Regions from separate parts of the Mus musculus genome. Here region 2 is linked to region 1. The links are chromatin contacts, called in public Hi-C maps. All regions are on one chromosome and are shown on one strand. The core of a region is the stretch at or near the end of the contact, and the rest is flanking DNA. Distances in the headings are between cores, read along the strand shown.

Region 1 (5,878 bases), core at 1,932-4,431:
TGGTCTGTGTGCGAATCAGGGTTTTTAGGATTTGTCCATTTTGCTGGACATGTGCCTGCTTTGTTCCCTAGGTTTGCTGTATACTATTCCACGAAGGCACTGCCATGTTAGCTGCTTGAAGTCAGCCTCTAACATCAGCATACCACACGATAGCACAGTGAACACCCTCATGAGTCAGCCCATCATCAGTCGGCTCACAGCTCCTCTGAGACATACAGAGCAGGGTTTCTAGGTTGGGGAATGCCCATACAGATTTGGTTTGGTCAGTTATGAAGACTGGTGACCCCCGGGTTGTACTAGGCTAACTCCCAGCAGTCAGGCAAGGCAGTTATAACCCCAAGTCATGACCTACAGCAGATCCCATCTACCTCGCCATAGCTCGTATCTAGGAGCTACACGGTGACAACCCACAATTCTTTACTTTGAATTTCCTTCTGGTGAGCTCAGACAGGCCTTCGGAGCTATCTTAGAGTGCTTAGCTCATGGAGAGTGTTCAGAAAGTACCCAGTGCTGGCCCAGTCTGATGTCTGTTGTTTTGCAAACAGGAGCATTTCAAATAATCCTTGATGCTAGCGTGTTGTCTCAATATAAAATGTGTTCCTGGCATTGAATTATGGCCATTTGTCACTGAACAATGGGGACATGTACTGAGAATTGCAGAGTTGGGCCATTTTCCCTTGTATGACCATTATAGTGTGTCATCACACAAAAGCAGATGGAATAGGTCACTAGGAGTGGCTCATTAATGCAACTGAGAGATGCGTGAGGACAAACTGTGCTCAGTTGCTGCTAACCTAGTACATCATACTGTTCGACCACAATCTTTCCTTTTTAGGTAGGATGTGTTTTAAAATGTTAAAAGCATACCACAATAAGCACATGACCAGGAACATGGCAATGTATTATCAAGTGTTGTACATTATATGTAATTCGAGAGGCTACACTTTTAAGATTAATTTAATCTGTGTGTGTGTGTTTAGGAGCCCATGGCGACTAAAAAAGAGCAACAGAGCCTCTGGAGCTAGGCTTCAGATGCTGTGAGCCACCTATTATGACTGCTGGGAACCAAACTCAAGTCTTCTGAAAGAACAGTTAACCACTGGGGCATCTCTCCAGCCTGTGTGGTACATTTTCATTCAACCAGAGTGGCATATTAATCTTATAGAACCACATATTTGTGGTCCATGGTTAACCAAATAGCACTGTACATAACATGTGACTGTGTGCAACTTCTTTTAGTACCTTCCTTTTCAAAATTCAGATTTATTTGCGTGTGTATGTATATGTATGTGTGTGTGTCTGTCTGTCTGTCTGTGCAGTACATGTGTGCCTGAGGCACACACATCATGAGAGATCATCAGAGCCCCTGGAACTAGAGTTAAGGATGGTTGGGAGTCACCATGTAGGTTCAGGGAATTGAACCTGGGACTTCTGTGAGAGCAGCCAGTGCTCTCGATTCTCCAGCCCCTCCTTTGTACCTTCTAATGGACTTGTGCCAGCACAGCATGCACTTCTGACCACGTGTACTTCAGGGTCCCCACCTTGGCTCCAGCCCCTCTGCCCTTGTGTCCCCTCAGGAAGCTTCCTGCCTCTCTTGCGTCCTGTTCCATCCTACCTCCTTTAGTGGGTATCCATTTTCTGTTCTCCCCCCCCCCTCCTGTAAGTCATGCTCACTATAACATGCTAGGCAACCCTTGCCCACCTAGTCAGCTGCTTCCTCCACTGATTTTAGCCTGTCTGTCCTTCAGTCCCTTCAACCCTCCCTTCCCCTGTGTGAGATGACACACCCGCTCCCGTCCCCACCCCCAAAGTCAGCTTCTCCTCAGTCTTCAGAGTTGAACTCAAACGTCACCTCCAGACTTCTAGATTGGATCAGTCATCCTTTCACAGCTCATAAGTCAACTCTAATCAGATCGCCATGTCCACAGTGGCCTATAACTGAGTCCTTTCTGCTCTGGGCTGCCTGAGGGCAGACAGTGGTATTGTTTTTGCCTGCTTTCCCCTCACCTAGCCTAGGGTTGGAGTAAGGCAGACATGCTGTCACCCTAGAGTGGGTACTGCTGAATGAGAAGGCTGCCAATCAAGGAATGGAGTGAGAGTCAAAGCTCAGGCCCCACCCCAGATGAAGGCAACCACACCCCCCCCCCCCACTTGTGCTGACTCCTGGGCTTATCTCACACAGGCCAGCTAAGTAGCTTGTGACTTGGGGTAAGGAAGAGGGGAGAGGCTTTGGGGAGATTAGATAAGAGCGAGACTTGATACTTGATAAAGGATAACTAAAAGTACTAGAATCCTATTTTGGATCCAACGTAGAAGTGTTCAAGGGTATCTAGTTAAAATAAGCAAGTCAAATAGGAAAGAAGTAACACTCAGGGACGCTGACTCAGCTGGGAGCCTTGACGAACATGGTCCTGGTCCTCTACTTCCCCCTCCTACCCAAGAATAGTCAAGAAGGAAGCCCCTCCCCCAAAAAAGTGCAAATCAGCACTGTCTGGCAAATCAGCAGCCTTGATCTGTTACTGACGTGAAAGCTGACGTTCCTCTTGACTCTTCTCCATCTCATCCCTGGAGGGTCTCGTCTAGCTCTCTGCTAAGTCCTCCTGCACACCTCAGATGCTTCCGATCCAGCCTGGCTCCTTCCTCCTTCTCTTCTCCCTCAGTGCTCCCCTCCCCCCTGCCCCTCTCATCCGAAAATCTGAGGGCCGTTCTGACTCCCACAGAGAAGACAGCACAGCGTTATGACAGCCTAGGGAACATACCAGGTCCTCAGGGTCACATGTGGAGCCCAGAGCCAGAGCAGCCCTTAAAGGGCTAGAACCTGTGGCAAGGAAAGGTGCCTTCTTTGGACTCTGACCATCCCCTCTGATATACCAAATCCTACCCTTTGTTTCTGCATTTTTGTGGAGCTAATGATGACTCAGTGCAGGAGCTGGTAAGATGGCTTAGTGTGTATAAATGCTTGCACTGTTAATCCCACCAGGTGAGAATGAGACCACTACCACATTTTTTTTAAGCCAAAACAGGCTTTATTAAATACTGGCCAGGACCATGGAAAACAGACAGCTCCATACTTAGGATTCCCAGAGTATGGCACCAGTTTATATTAACCAGAGGGCTATAAAGGCAGAGCCCATGAGGCTATGTACTTCCTGGCTTCATTCAATCAGAAGCAAGCATATGCCCTGACATGCATCCTGCCTACATGCGACCAAGCATACATCCTGTGCAGCTGGTGCAACCAAGCTTGTTTACAGAAGCGAAAACCCACAGCTTGTTATCTTACATGAAGTACAGCCCCCCAGCATTCCAAGGAAGTTTTTTGTCATTGAGCAAGCAGTACTTACAGGTTAGAGGCCTTTTGTGTGTGTGTGTGTGTGTGTGTGTGTGTGTGTGTGTGTGTGTGTATGACAAAATTATTTAAGGTTAAAACATTAGCCATAACACCACCAAGTTTAATGAACTGAGTTTGGTCCCTGACACACCCACATGCTAGGAGAGAACCGTCTCTTGCAAGTTACCCCTCTGACCTCCTTCACACACACACACACACACACACACCAAAGAAATAATTTAGAAATTTTGAAAAGTTACTTCAGGTCTTGCCTGCTGCAGAAAATCTTCCTAAAATCAGGACTCACACTCAGGCTGCCTTTGGCCACATTGACTGTCCATGGCTTCCATAACGGAAGTAGGCTCTGGGACAGCTGGCTAGGATAGTCTGTCTCTTAGCTCCCATTGCCTGATGGAGGAATGGGTGGACAGAGAGACTTTTGTGCAGCTCTGGTAACATATTTGAAAGCTTACAAGGAACCCCAACAAGCACCATTCTCTTCCACAAACAGCCATGCATTTCCATATTTAAGTATTTTTTACATAAATGAATGCTGTTCACTGCTGTCTCTTATCCAGATATAATTGTAGGGATGGATGGCATCTGATCTATTTAAGATAAAATAACTATGTTTAGTCATTGTGTCTTTGGGCCAAACTTCAAATGAAATTAATGATAAAATTCCATTTAAACAGCATTATGTGAGATGACTTCAGCTCTGTGTAACACAAAATTCCCTTTTTTCTAAGATAATGTTTTTTAATGAATGATCATTTTGTTTTGTTTTTTAAAATGATGGCAAATAATATAAAAATTCTAGATAATTTAAATGTACTCAAAAAATATGTGCTAGAATTAGTTCAGAAGCTTAAAACATGCAAACATACATAGGGAGTTTGCCTGCCTGCTACAAGGGGAGGCCGTGTCAGTCAGCTTTTGGTTGCAACATGTGCTCACGACAATCTATTCATAAAGGGATAAAGCTTCACTTTTGACTCATGGTTTCAGAGTTTCAATCCATCGTGGCTCTGTCTCACGGTGTCTGAGGGGAGAAAGCACATCACAGGCCCACTTCATGGCCAGGAAGGAGAGGATAGAAAAGGGAGGAGACTAAGCAATGTCTCTAGCAACGGCATGTGTCAGTGGCCTCAAGACCTGTCATTGGACCCCACCTCTTAAAGTCCTACCTCTCCCAGTGGTGCCCTGAGGCGCTAAGCCTTAAAGCCTTTAGCACAGGATCTTTAGGGATCACTTAATATCAAGACTATGGCAAAGAGCATAAGATCTGAAAACCCCTCCAATTATTTCTGCCTGTAGGGCATCACTAGATCTAGACGTGGCGGCTGCCTGACTGTCCTTCATCCCCCTTCGTGGATACTGCATTGTTTCAGGCACCTCCCTTGATGCTCTTACTCGAAAATTCACTGCTCCCTTGTTGCCTATATTCTATTTGACCAAGCGTGACACAAGGAAGCCTTCATCTATGTTCCTGTTGCCTGTAGCCCGAGTGCCCAGATCGGGGCCTGGGGCACGTGCAGAGCACCCAGGGGAGGGAGGAACTGCCACCTGGCTGGTGCACATGCCCGTTTCTCATTTAACTACTGTCACAAAAGTCAGCTTCCATTCTGTGTTCACCACATCCTTTCCCCAGCTTCGTCTTTCTGAGTAGGTACCAAACCGTAAGCAAAATAGTCCGGTCAGTTCAAAGTCTCTGTTTTTCAAGACTCTCCAGTTTTACTGGGGCATATATATATATATATATATATATATATATGTATACAGCAACTCCACAGACAAACCACAGTGCCCAAGGACATAATGCTTTTAATATTTTTTAAAAGTTTATGTGTATGAATATGTATCTGCATGTATGTAAATGCATTATACCCATGTCTGGTGCCCTTGAAGTCCAGAAGAGGGCACTAATTCCCTTGGTACTGGAGTTACACACAGTTTTTAGCCACAATCTGGGTGCTAGGAATTGAACCTGGGTCTCCTGAAAGGGGAGAAAATGCTCTTAACCAATGAGTCATCTCTCCAGCCCCAAGACCATGCTTTGCTTTCCCTGTGCTCCTGATGTCCTAGAACTCACTACATAGAGTGGGCTGACCTCAAACTCAGAGGAATCTGCCTGCCTCTGCCTCACAAGTGTTAGGATTAAAGATGAGTGCCACCATAACCCAACAGGAATATTATGGATATGAAAATGCTTATATTTCTCCCACTGTGTTAAGATGAAGTTTTTGTATTTCAGGTCAACCCTCAAGAAGGCTGCGAAGTGGACTTGGTATTTAGCACAGAGCAATACAACCCCGAGCAGGTAAGCCGTCCCGATTAGCGATGCAGCCTATTAGCAAGGTCCATATGTCCTGTCTTGCCTTTAGAGGAAGAAGTGAGAATATGAACAAGTAAAGCCTGGAGATTTTCATTTTTCATCCTACTTGTTTGCAAGAATGAAAGAACAAAGCATAAGAGACTGAGTGCCCACCACAGCAGTGGGGTGGACTGGCAGGCGGCAAGTGAACTCACCCTTTACAGTGATAGGAA
Region 2 (5,910 bases), core at 3,221-5,720, 59 kb before region 1:
GCTGACTGGTGAACTGGATCTGATGTGGCTACACTCTCTGTGAAGTATGAGTTTATACCGAACACGCCTTTTCCTTCCGTTAGTCTGGGATCAGGCATATGCAAGACAGGGGTTGCTATGTGACAGTCTCCAGTGAAGACCATGATCAGGGGTTTTCAATGAGTTTGGTTGGAAGCATTTTGCACACATCTTGCAAGTTGCTGTTGTGGGAGTTGGGGGTGTCCTGTATCATTCACCAAAAAGAACTCGTGGGGATACTGCCCACTTCCCTCCAGAAGCCAGCCTGTGTTCCTATCTCTGTAACCCACTACAATCCTAGAATAATTTATGCTGGGCCCCATGGGGCCCCCTGAAGACACTCTGGGATGGCCTTAGGGACCTGTGACACCACCCGCCAGCCCTCCCCAGAAATATATGCCAAACTTCAGACCTTCCTCCCCTGAGGTTTTCTGAAAGAAATTCTCTTTGTCAACTTTCATTTTAGTGAATAGAAAAACATTAATCTCACATGCAATATATCAAGAACTGTAGCAAGAAAATCGTTCCCATACAACAAAAGATCACTAAAAGGTATTTGCCACGCAGGTTCATTTTCTCCGTCAATTTTGGACTTACTGTGTATGTACGGATGACGTCAGTAAGTGGTTTTAATGTGAAGTGTATAGATTTTTTTTCAAATGCAAAATGAGAACGATCTTTTTCTAAACTTTTGTTCAATATTTGACTAAAGTACCTCTTAAATTACTGTTAGGACGATAGGTGTCCTTTAAGCACCCTGTCTACTAACTCTCAGCTGGACTAGCTATGCTTGTGAAAACGTACTGTAATGTTGCTTAAAAATAAGCCCTTCTTATTCAACAGAATGGACTCATGGTTGTAAGTAGCATTCTCTGGTTATGAAGCCACCTTGATTTCAGGTGCTCTGGGTTGGGTGGAAGTAATTTTAAGTTAGTTCGATTATTCAGCCCTGACTGTGACCACGATACCGAAACAGGTTATGAGACAAGCCACACAAAACTTAACAGACCTCCGGGGAATTATACTGAGTTTAAAATAATAAGGAGGCCAAGCTCAAAGGCTGCAACCTATATGATTCCACTTATATATCACTCTGCAAAGAACAAAATTCAAGACATGGAAAACAGATTAGTGGTTAGCTAGGCTTGAAGATTTGGGGATCAAGGGTGGAGGTAAAAGGAATAAACAGAATATTATTATTAATGGAGGCTTTACAGAGATGAAATCATATATGTGTATGTGTGTGTATATATATCACTTTTTACATATTTATCATTATACATTTGATTTTTTTTTCATTTCCAACCACATACAGTTTTCACCTTGGCTGTGACCTTGCTGCATGGGAAGCACAGTATCTTTAATACATGAGTTAAACCTAAGATGGTGCTCAAATGAACTACAGGTAACTGTTTATGTCAATAATAAATACAGTAGATTACTTTTTAAACCCATACTTTGGACTTTTTATTACAGATGCAATTGCTGACTTCCCATACATCAATGTGCTTAAAGTGCCATATGATGTCAAATGTTTAGCCTAACAGCATAAAATTGAGCAGAAACTGTAAAAGGTATTTTATGGATGCCATAAAAACCCAGGGCTGGAGGTCCTGTCTTCTGCATTACTCTGATCCATCAAGTCCACTGGAAATTCTCGATAGCCAATGCACTTGAGAATCAAAATTGGCCTTCAGGATTTTACTGACTTAACTGTGACCTCCAAGACTATATCCTACCAGATGTGCACAGACGGAGGCTAGGCTCGTGCCGGATCCCACAGGGTCAAAACATTAAGTCTTGTATAGTCTTCCTCTGTACCTATGTCTCCCCAAACCCAGTTAGTTCTCCTTTACTGAGTACACTCCCTGTCTCCAGTGCTGCTCTGCGGTTCTGCAGGACAGGAGAGGTTAGGTGAGGGAGCCCTGTGAGGGCTCTACGGGAGACAGAGGGGCAGAAGGCCAAAAACCAAACATGACAGCTGAATTCCTGGTGACTCTGTGAACACTGGTGCTTCTTCCTAAGATGAAGAACAGAAAAGAGCCAGGGACAGCAGACAGCAAGAAAGGACAGCTCCCTTTGTTTAGAAATTTGCATGCATGGCATCCAAGTGCAGCATTCAGAAGCAATCGGTTCTATAAATTCAAGCTCAAGAAGAGAAGACAAAACGGAGTTAACACACAGACTTCCTCCACTGGCCACAATACTCCGCGAAACATTATTTTCTTGCTGGCTGAAGCATCTTTCTATGAAGAATTTAAAAACACATTCATTTCCAAAATTCCGTAGCATTTATGACACGTGACCTAATTCTGGGTAATGGCTCCATAGAAAACCTAAAAAGTTTTAAAAATGCTTTTTTTCCCCTCTTAATCAAAGGAACTTCTCTGAAAAGGAACTACTCTTTTTTGCTGGCTTTAAATACAATTGGGTCTCGTGGTTGGCAGCCATCTTGCAATGATGAGAATTGAAGATGTTGGATAAATTAGATACATTGAGAATGGCAGAGCTGACAGGTGATAAAACCTGGATCATAAACATTGTTGCTGAATACTTCCTGCTTAGAGAAACTCTGGGTGTGGACTCTTGGAATGTAGCATTACGTAAACCACTTTAAGTTGGATTTCCTCTTAAGAGTAGTTGAAAACATCATAGCTAGTATATCAACAAAGAAGTGAGTGGGGCCGAACAAGTCTGGGATGCACAGGGGACGAGGGCTGAATCCCCAGCACTGAAGAAAACAGATGTGGGAAGACGTAATCATTTTACACCTGATCTTAGCCAAAAGGCAGAGAAGCGATGACGTAATTATTTTTTAAAGATTCATTTCTAGCTTCAAGTACATGTGCATGTGTATGTGTGTGCATGTGCATGTGTATGTGTGCACACACACACGGAGGGGTGCCAGTGGACAAGGGTGTCGGAGCCTGGGAATTTGAGCCGTCTGACAAGGGTACTGGAAACCAAACTCCTCTGCAAGCACAGTATACATCCCTAACCACCGAGCCACCCTTCGGGCCTGAGGAACTATATTTTAATTAAGGAAAAAGTTACTTATATTGTGCTTATGCTCACCAACTCTTGAAATAACCTGGTGAATTTAAACTTATTAGGGAACTTTCCTTTCAAAGGATTGACTGGGAATTGAAAGAAAGTGCCATGGTCTTTGAAACTCAAACGGAGACACAGGATGTAGCTCGCAGGAGTGTGGAGAGCCAAAGTGATCATTCTGAGAAACCAAAGGGCGAGAGAGTCGGCCTCAGAATACCTGGAAGTGGTGTTCCAGAGGCAATGGGCAGGCTGGGAGCCACGGAATGAGAATGGAAACCTAGTACTGTAAACTCGGTCAGAAGTCGATGGCTTGGGAGGTCATAGGCCTAGAGCAGAGGCTGCAGCTGTCGCTTTTCTAAACCGCCATGCTGTCGAGTAGCCTTATAAATATCTGTGTCTATAAACTCGGGCTGTTCTCAACTGTGGTCAGAGAAGCCTCTTCTCGCTACAGCAGTGGTCAGTGTGAGATGCCAAACTGGCCAGGGTGCCAAGAGCAAGTGACTAGGTGACTGGATGCTCAACTCTCAGCGGGGCATCTCTCTCAACCCTGTGTCCCCGCCAACACCACCAGGGCTCGAGGAATGTTCATGAAGAGGAAAGACAGTAAGGGCTGGACAACGAGGAGGGCTGTTTGTGGAACGCAAACTTCTGGACCTGGCTGGCTGTCACACGCATAACTCACTCCAGCTCTGCTGACCTATACACGATCAAGCCGGCCAAAATTCCAGCGTGCGTGGGGTAGAGGATCTCCAAAATCCATCCCTCATTAAAGAGCTATTAGCAGTTGATAGTTGTGGGGAGGGGCAAACCTTTTTATGTTTATGTTTATTTTTATTGTGTGTCCACTAGTAGATCTCTCGCGCTTCAGAGGGTGGCCTTACTCCCACATCCATGTAGGCAACACTAATTGGACTTGTGTTTAAAGAAAGGAAAAAGAGGACATGAAGTTGAGAGGCGGTCATATAGGGAAGAAAGTGGGGGGAGGGGGAGGAAATAGTGACGGCTATGGTATTTCCTTGTATAAATGCATGAAATTCTCAAGAATAAAAAAGAAGCTCCCCCCCCCTTTTTTTCCTTAGAATAAACATTTTGCTACTTACCACTCAGGCACCCTCACCAGACAGAACAGTGAAGACCCCAGGATTGAGTGAAAAGGTTCATAAATATGGATAGGATTTTTATAAATACTGCTTTCCTTCCAGCAAGACCATCACTCAGTTCCACGGTGTCACTGGCAATTTGTGCCTTAACAGCTGCTGACTCTGGAGGCTCTTTTAGCACGCCAGTCATGTACGCTGCGAGCCTGCGCCCGCTCCCTAACGCACACTACCCTCTGCGCTTTACCCTGCAGCACACCCCTTCTCCGGGGACAGGAAATGACTCGTTACACTCACCGGGCTTTCACCTTCCATGACAAGTTCTGGCCTTCCCCTGGCACCACAGTCTGTACAGCCTAATTGGTAGCCCAAGAAGAAATCACCCCTGGGTGAGATTTCTTCATTTGCAATTCATTTGCAATTTCACTTCCTCATTATGGCCAAGGAGGCTTGGTGAGGCTGAGGGACGCTGGCATGTAGCGGGATGTTAGCTTACAGTCAGTCACGTGCTAGTTGTGAAATGTATATCTGCTTATTCTTCTTTTCTTAAAACTCTATAAAGGGAGCAAAGTTCGTTGGGTAAGGAAAGGTGTCACTCTAAAACTAATGCAAAAAAAAAAATCCAGATATTTAAATTTTTTTCTATTGAGTTAAAGAGTCAACAAACAGCACTTTGTGAGTCTATAGTGTGTGTGTGTGTGTGTGTGTGTGTGTGTGTGTGTATGGGGGTGCAGTATGCATGTATGCATCATCTGTGTTCACATGCACATGAAGACTAGTTGTTCCTCATATGCTGTCCTCTTTTATTTTATTTTATTTATTGAAAATGAAGTTATTTTCATGCAATATACTCTGATTACAGTTCCCCTCCCACATCTCCCAGATCTCCCCACCCCCACCCGGCACTTCAAACTCAACACCTTGTTTCTTTCTCTCTTAAGAAAACAAAGAGGTGAATAAAAATAATGGACCAGAATAGAATAAAATTAACAAACAAAAGAAGAAAAAAATAAAGAACATGAAAAAATGCACACACCGACACACACAGCGAGACACCATAAAAATACAAATTCAGAAACCATAATATACGAGCAAAGACCAGTAAGGTTTTTAAAAAAAAGACTAATCAAAGCAATATGAGACAAAAATAAAAATCTATGAAACACCATTGAGTGCCTTTGGTTATAGCTGTTTACTGCAGGGCATGTGACCAGCCCTGACGTGTGGTTTGTATACGCAGTGAGTCTCCATTGGAGAAACTGATTTCCCTTTGGAGCAGTTGTTAATTGGAGACAGCATCTTGGATAGGGATGTGAGTCTACGTCTTCCTCTCAGTGCTGGGACCTGGCTTAGAGCTGTGCAGGCTCTGTGCACACTGCCAAAGTCTCTGTGAGTGCATACCTCTGTCAGACCTATGTGTCTAGACGGCCTTGTTTCCTTGGTGTCCTCCGTCCCCTCTGGCTCTTGCTCTTTCCACCTCTTCTTCCCTGAGCTCCAGGGGGGTGGGGGTGTCATGGAGACACGCCATTTAAGACTGAGTGTCCCAAGGCTTCTTACTCTTGCACATGGTCCAGTTGTATTTGTCTCCATCCACTATAGAAGGAAGCTTCCCTGGAGATGGCTGAGGGAGGCGTCGATCCATGCGTGCAGCTGAATGTTGTTAAGAGTCACTTTAGTGCTGTGTTCCCTTGGCAGAACAAAAGTATTTGTTTTTTCTCCTAAGTCCATGGCCTGTCCAGTCTCA

What was found. Hi-C and Micro-C count contacts between places; a contact is called where the count stands out from the background.
Region 2: a Hi-C map of germinal center B cells shows a contact between it and region 1, with 4 times the contacts expected there. The contact joins two enhancer-like sites. A contact is called at or near these places in 1 of 15 datasets of contacts at CTCF or cohesin (the NIH/3T3 cell line), 17 of 484 Hi-C or Micro-C datasets (CD4 T cells, the G1E-ER4 cell line, Kupffer cells and 10 more) and 2 of 115 datasets of contacts at active chromatin or transcription factors (embryonic stem cells and hepatocytes).

What each region holds. Positions count from the first base shown.
Region 1 is chr3:67,495,519-67,501,396 of GRCm38.p6, reverse strand. It overlaps Rarres1 (retinoic acid receptor responder (tazarotene induced) 1), which reads left to right. Exons shown (of 6, transcript NM_001164763.1): 2 at 5,586-5,651. Among named protein-coding and RNA genes, the nearest start is that of Gm40067, 17 kb to the left of the region's middle. Within about 2 kb of position 3,181, at least 31 of the 459 cell types and tissues checked have an H3K27ac peak or open chromatin away from gene starts, as enhancers often do. A contact at or near this core is called in germinal center B cells, where this site is marked.
Region 2 is chr3:67,556,016-67,561,925 of GRCm38.p6, reverse strand. No RefSeq gene overlaps it. Among named protein-coding and RNA genes, the nearest start is that of Gm35299, 5.5 kb to the right of the region's middle. Within about 2 kb of position 4,470, at least 109 of the 459 cell types and tissues checked have an H3K27ac peak or open chromatin away from gene starts, as enhancers often do. A contact at or near this core is called in germinal center B cells, where this site is marked.